Linked DNA regions of Mus musculus: region 2 is linked to region 1. A link is a contact called in public HiChIP or PLAC-seq data. All regions are on one chromosome and are shown on one strand. Each heading gives the region's core, a stretch centred on a gene start, on an enhancer-like site or on the middle of the called end of the contact. The rest is flanking DNA. Distances are from core to core; before and after follow the strand shown.

Region 1 (3,405 bases), core at 620-3,119:
TTGCTCCCGGACTGCCCAGCAAGGAGGAGCAAGTGACCACCTACCTGGGTCTCCACTGAGCTCCGATGGCCCCAAAGCCAGCATCTTCGTTTCTTGGTCTTGCACAGGTCCCTGCACTAAGGGCTTGCTTTGCTCCTCAGCCTCTATCTGCACTTTCCATGCAGGGTGATGGCCCTCAGGGGACCACAGAAGTCACAAGGTGTGCAGCCCTGCCATCCAGGACGCAGGCACAATTCTGTTTGTTCAAACTCTTCTTTGTCCCTTTGTCCCCCAAGATCCCCGTGTGGCAGCCATCTCAAGGGCAACAACTGGTTCCAGGCCATATGCTGACCTGACTCTTCATGTCATTTCTTTCATGCCCTCAAATAGCTAAGAGGCCCTCTGCCTATTGCATAGGTGAGAAAAATAGAAACCCTGGGAGAACAAATGGAGGTTCTGTTCCTCGATGAGATCTAGACTTACCTAGGAGACAAGTCCCTAGGCATGCCTGTGAGGGATTATCTAATTAGGTTAGCCTCTGGGGATTCCTCCCGATTGTCTAGATTAAGCTACTTTAACTGTGGGTGTCATTATCTCATGGGCTGGGGACCTCGAGGGAATAAAGTGAACAAAATGAGTGGAGTGTCAGATCCATCTCTCTGTTTCCTGACGGCAGACACAACTGGCCAGCAGTGGCTTTAGCTCCCTCAGGCTCCAGCATGCCTTCCCCATGTATGCTGGAACTGTGGGCCAAAATAACCCCTCAGCTCTTTTACGTTGCTTTTGTCAGGAGTTTTGGCACAGCAACAAGGAACAGATACAAGCAGAATCAAGCAGGGCAACCGATGGGGTGAGAGGTGTTGAGGTCAGATCACCTGAACACCCCTAGTCTTAAAATAAAAGACAGAGAAGAGGCTAGCAGCTGCTCAACTTAATTGAAAGTCTAGGGGATGGAGGTATTGTATGGGTGTGTATTCATGGTCTGGCTGTTGAGCCAACAAACAAAAGATCTGGCTTGGCCCGCACCCCCCCCCCCAAGACTCGTAAGCCTTGAGGGGTCATGGAGGTCTTGCTGTTGGCATCCAGCCTCCACTCTCCCTGATGCTTTAATGACCAGACTGTATTTCCCGAGTACCTTTGCTTGTACACCCTATGTATCAATAGTCTCAAACGTTTCCAAGATGGTTGTTTCCTCTCAGGAGTAAAGAGCATCATTTATTCTGTAAATGGGGAAAACTCAGGTTTGCTGAGACCAAGGTACTTGTCATGGTACACATCACATAGTCTCTGGAATTTAAGGATTCAGGATGGGACGGTTCCCGAAGGGTCCTGCAACACAGCCATCCATTTGATTTGTGACTGCACACTTAAATGGTCACTATACATCCCCTGCCAGGTACGTGCTATTTTCTAAAACCCACTGTCTGCCCTCAGCCACTGCCATGACTAACAAGCTCTTCTTTGTTGTGAGTCAAACTCTGACACTGGGTTCTGGGATGTGTCATACAGAACACTACATCTCCCTTCCAAAGATGTAGGAAAGGGGATTGGAAAGGTTCCCCCCTCCCCCCAGAGAGATGGCAGAGCTGCCCCATGGAGGCTCCTTCTCTCAGCCTTGCCTGGGGTCTGCCCAAAGATGTTAGAACAGCAAGCATCTGGTTTAGTCCTGGAAGGGAGCCACCATTTGCAGGGCCAGTGCCTCTGCTGCAGAAGCCAGCTGCTTGTCCAGCCAGGCCCGAGGACTTGCTGTAGCCCAGGGCTTTTCCCTCTAAAGCCAATATCTTCAGCAGGTTGCCATCCCTCAACTCTGTTCCCAAGCTGGTGAGGACTGAAGGGAACGACAAAATGTCCTTACTGTCCCCACTTGTGGTCCAATCTGCCAACATAGGCTCTCTTCCCAGGGCGAGCACCCCTGACTCACCAGTCCCACCTTGGGTAAATGTCCCCATGCTGGGAGATCATGGGCTGTGCTTTCTGAGAGTACATTTCCACGAGGCCCAGGTATGATTTCCCAAACAACAGTACGGGCAGGAACTTCATCACCCTTGCTCACGTGTGTCGATGAAGGGCATGGTGGCCGAGAGTGAGCTTGGAGAGGCTAGAAGGGCAGGGGGCAGGGTCCCTGAGCTGGGCTTCAGCTGGGACAAAGTCAGCATTGTCCACTTGCCCTTCCTGACTGTCCACGTGTGGGACCTGAGCTGCATTTGGCTGCACTCCTCCTCACTTCCCTCCCCAGGGATGGTCTGACCCCAGAAAAACAGTCCTGGCTTAAGCTGAGAGGGGGGATGGGAAAGGAGACCCTGCCTGTGCCCCACCCCCACCCCCGCCGTGTTCCCAGTCCCTCCTCCAGATGCCCAGCCTCTTAGTCGGCCTCAGCATCTGGAATCTTCCAGCCCTCCTGCCCCCTTGGCTAGTCATATTTGTCTTGGCCACCTTCACTCGGGCTTTTTAAAGACAGATTTTCCTTTCCCCTGCCTCCCCCAGCCATTGGCCTCCGCAGTCCAACACACAGAGTGAGGCTTGTTTGGGATGGGCCACAAAACCTTGTCCCAGGCAGCAGCCCACCATGTCTGACTCCACCGCTCCTGGGGCTCACAGGGAACAGCCAGGACAGGCAGATGGTGAGAGCCAGGACTAGAAGCGAGGTTAGGGGAGTCTGTTAAGCAGCGCAGATGGAGGGAGCAGCCTACAGCTACCGCATGCACCCTGAGACAAACATGAAGGAAAACAGCATGGAGTGTCTTGTCCCAAAAAGGAGCAGGGGAAGTCCAGGGAGAGGAACCTCGTAGGAGGACCTGCACCCAAGCCTGGCTTTGCTGTAGGATCTTGGTGTCTCCTAATCGCTAACACGGGGTGATAATAATATTTGGCTTGTTTCTTGTTAAGGAACTGGACATTTTGAGCTACTTTTCAGCTGAAAAAAAAATCTATGACTTCATAGTTGTTGTTTTTTTAAAAAACACCAATAAAAGGTTATTTGTGTGAAAACATAACATTGACTTACAGAGGTGTGCCAGGTTTGGGGTGGTAGTGGGGGAACAGAACACTCCCTGGGGATTTTTAGATCCAAAGTAAGGATCCATCTACTTTTAACTCACAGCGACTCTTCCTTGGGAAGGGGTGGCCTAATTACAGATTAAAGGTCCCCCTCCCAGAGCCCTTCAAGGAACACAAGGAAAGGGTAAAGGCAACCCATATGCCCCTAGCCTTGTGCTGGGACTCTGACCTCCATATAGTTCAGCATAGGTACCCCAGCCCCTGACCTTGCCTGGTCAGCTAGGTCATGGGCCAAGCTGGGTGGCCAGCCCTGCCCTCCTCTGCTCTGAGAGCAGTTCAAATTCACACTTTCCCAAGAACTCGGACTTGGGAAGCTTAGTGCTAAGGAGAGGTAGACGGCTCCCACAGCAGAGGAAGGGACCTGCCCCT
Region 2 (3,405 bases), core at 236-2,735, 350 kb after region 1:
AGAAGCAGAATTCTTGTTAATGGAGTAACCAAAGCAGCTGTGGCAGACGCGAGCATTTACTGAGCAGAGGTGCCATGCGAGCCACGCTGTATACATTGGCTCATTTGGTAATAACGAGGCCAGTCTTGTCACACGGGATGTATTCAAAGGGTATTATTTGCTTTCTTTTCCCCTTGATTATAGAAATAGCCCATGTTGAATTGCTTGATGCTCTAAATTTGAAACCACGGTTGGTTCCTAAAGCTAACTTGGCGTGGGAGGCATTAACGAACAGAGCATGGATATAATAAGGTGGTTAAAAATGTTCAGCTCAGTGGCGAAGTGCTCACTCAGTATGCACGAGACCCTACATCACAAAAGGAACCCATTGTGTTTATGGTTAGTGTGCAGAATAATGTGTGGAGAAAGGCCTTAAAAACTAGGGTACCTTTGTTCAATAAATGTGGAGGAAACTAACCACTCCTATTTTTCTTCCTCTCCTTTCTCAGATACATTCCACCACTGATCTGGGGGAAAAGCGGACATATCCAGACAGCCTTGTATGGGAAGATGGGGAGGGTGAGGTCACCACACCCTTACGGGCACCGCAAGTTCATCACCATGTCGGATGGTGCCACTTCTACCTTCGACCTCTTCGAGCCCCTGGCTGAGCACTGTGTTGGAGGTGAGCCACTTTAGGTCCTGGTGTTGAGCCACCCTTAGAGAGAGGAGCAGCCATCAGTGGGGAGCAGTGTGTGAAATGCCTGTGTCACCCACTGTCCCATTGTGTTCAGAGGCCAGGCCATCAGGTTTAACTCCAGCCTGTGCGTGTTAGTTCACATTAGCCACAGTCAGTAGAGAATTATGATCCCTCTTAAAGTACGGAAGCCTGTCTTAAAGGATGGCAGGAAGAGCTTGGAGCCCAGAGCCCCCCAGGACTCAGTAACATTTCCTACTGTTATCTCTCCAATCCTCCCCTCGCCCTGTGAGGTGGGCGATGCTATCTCCCTTGAACCGTGGGAAGCTGGGACTTGGAAAAGCAATCTAGGGTGGGTTTATTTGCTGGGCAGCAGGGCATAAAGGCTCTCGGGTGCCTGGTGTGTAAATCTCCTGGGACAAAAGGACACATTAAAGCCATACTTGCTTTTCATGAGTCAGTGACACCTCATCCAAGAAATGACTCCAGTTTCCGCTGCTGTGAGCGTTTGCCAGCTATACAGTAAACGGCGATGGCAAAGGCCTCATAATGAAGCCTTCAGAGGAAGTGCAGTTGGATGCCAGCATCTTTTTGAATGCAGTCCCTACCAGGAGAGAACATGGTTTTTTTTTTTATTCAAAGATACCTAGTTTATTATAGACGTGTAGTCATTATTTATGGGTAAATTGCAGCAGCAAACGTGCGCCAGCTCATTTATTTCAAGTAACTGGAATTGCTGAGTAGTTTTCCTCCCCATGCCCTCACGTGGCCACCTCCCTGTCATTCAGGTCTCAGATGTCACCTCCTCTGAGACTATGGTTCCTTTCTCTAGACCCGAGGTGCCTCCCTGCCTTAGTCCCTCATGGCACCTGCCAATCTAGCTACTTCTGGGGCTGTTTAGGGCCCTGCTGCTGTAGTGCAGGAGTCCCGGGGCCCAGGAGTCTGTGCTCCACACAAACAGTCACCAAAGGAATGAGTACATGACTAGGGATGGAGTTCCTGCTACGTTTGCAAGTACTGTCGTGGGTCCTTCATACATCTGTGCCCCCACCATAGTTAGTTAAATGCTTTCTTTCTCTTATTTCTAATAATTTGACTTGTAGCATTTAAGCATCCAATTTAAACTTGGTGTGATGGCTCACACCTGAAATCCAAACATTCAAGAGATGGACACTTGAGGATCAGCAATTCAAGGCCAGCGTGGGCTACATGAGACCCAGTCTGAAAACAAGAGTGATAACAACGGCAACCAAGTAGCGTAAAGTTTAGGTTGAGCAGTCAGTCGTTCTTGCTGGTACTCAGTATGGTACCAAAAGGACACAACCAGCTCTAAGTCTCTTATCCATGACTTCCCGTCAGCCCGGCTCCCTGCAGCGATCAGTGCTTGTGTCTGCACCCAAGGAATACTCTTAAGAGAGCTGCTTTATTTCGCTTATGCTTTACTTCCCTGCCCGGGGGAGGGGTACATCTTCCTTTTAGCAAACATAAACAGAAGCATTTCAAAATGAAAAATAGACCAGACTGAAAATGAAAAAGAACAGACCAGTCATGGCGGCGCACACCTTTCATTCCAGCACTAGGGAGGCAGTGGCAGGTAGATCTATGTGGAATCCAGCCAGGGCTTGCAAAGGGAGGCTCTCAAGAGAGAGAGAGAGGAAGAAAGAAGGGAAGGAAGGAGGGAGAGAGACTTGTCCAGAATCTCACTGTCTCAACACCTGTTAATGTCAGTGTTTATATATTAAATGGATGCATAAAGATCTCCTTCTCTACCCTGTAGATGACATCACCATGGTCATCTGTCCTGGAATTGCCAACCACAGCGAGAAGCAGTATATCCGAACCTTCGTTGACTATGCCCAGAAAAATGGCTACCGGTGCGCAGTGCTAAACCACCTGGGAGCCCTCCCCAACATTGAGCTGACCTCCCCACGAATGTTCACCTATGGTAAGCATGGGGTATGGCCAAATGGAGCCTCCCTCTCGCCCCTCACAGAGAGTGTGCAGCCCCTCCAGCCTGTTGCCTTGAGACTATAAGTGTAGAATTTCTGAACATCCACAAGAGACGATGGGGTGACACACTTGTTACAGTAGCTTACACTGCCATCCATGATGCAGTGCCTGAGCAGCTTTGGAGGTGGGCATCCATCTCAGTTCCTCGGGGCTTTAGGGGATGGCCTTGCTCATGGGCCTGGCTGGTCAGAGAGTGCTGCTGGATCCAGGGACACCATGTTCATAGCTGGACTTATGCCATTCACTATGCTATTCCAATACCTGTTCCTTCAAATTCTACCGGACAGGTAAAGATGTAGCAGGCTGTGTTAGTGTCAGTGGAAAGGCACCTGCACACCAGCAGCCTGCTGGGTTCTCAAGTTCCTTGAAGACAGGAATAGGCAGGCTGTCAACTTTACACGGATGCTTCTTAACTTTAAAGGAAACCCTGTTGCCCAAAGTTCTCACTTCTGAATTGTCTCTGTGTGTGTGTGTGTGTGTGTGTATGTGTGTGTGTGTGTGTGTGTGTGTGTGTGTGTGTGTGTGGTTTTGTTTTTGAGACAAGGTCTTACTTGGTAGCACAGGCAATTCTAGAACTTATGGTATCATCCAGGCTGGCATTGAACTTGCAGTGATCCTCCTGCCTCTGCCTCCTAAGTGCTGGGATTACAGGTGTATACCACCATGCCCAGCCCTGGACTGTTCACTCTTGTTTCCCATTGGCTCTCCCTTCTGATTAT

Evidence for each region. HiChIP or PLAC-seq counts read pairs in DNA pulled down with a chosen protein or histone mark.
Region 2: a FOXA1 HiChIP or PLAC-seq map of pancreatic cancer cells shows a contact between it and region 1. The contact joins two enhancer-like sites. A contact is called at or near these places in 1 of 15 datasets of contacts at CTCF or cohesin (the NIH/3T3 cell line) and 1 of 115 datasets of contacts at active chromatin or transcription factors (pancreatic cancer cells).

Annotation. Positions count from the first base shown.
Region 1 is chr7:78,969,717-78,973,121 of GRCm38.p6, forward strand. No RefSeq gene overlaps it. Among named protein-coding and RNA genes, the nearest start is that of Gm31213, 17 kb to the left of the region's middle. Within about 2 kb of position 1,870, at least 30 of the 459 cell types and tissues checked have an H3K27ac peak or open chromatin away from gene starts, as enhancers often do. A contact at or near this core is called in pancreatic cancer cells, where this site is marked.
Region 2 is chr7:79,322,981-79,326,385 of GRCm38.p6, forward strand. Abhd2 (abhydrolase domain containing 2) reads left to right here. Exons shown (of 11, transcript NM_018811.6): 4 at 489-664; 5 at 2,454-2,621. Among named protein-coding and RNA genes, the nearest start is that of Gm39041, 26 kb to the left of the region's middle. Within about 2 kb of position 1,486, at least 31 of the 459 cell types and tissues checked have an H3K27ac peak or open chromatin away from gene starts, as enhancers often do. A contact at or near this core is called in pancreatic cancer cells, where this site is marked.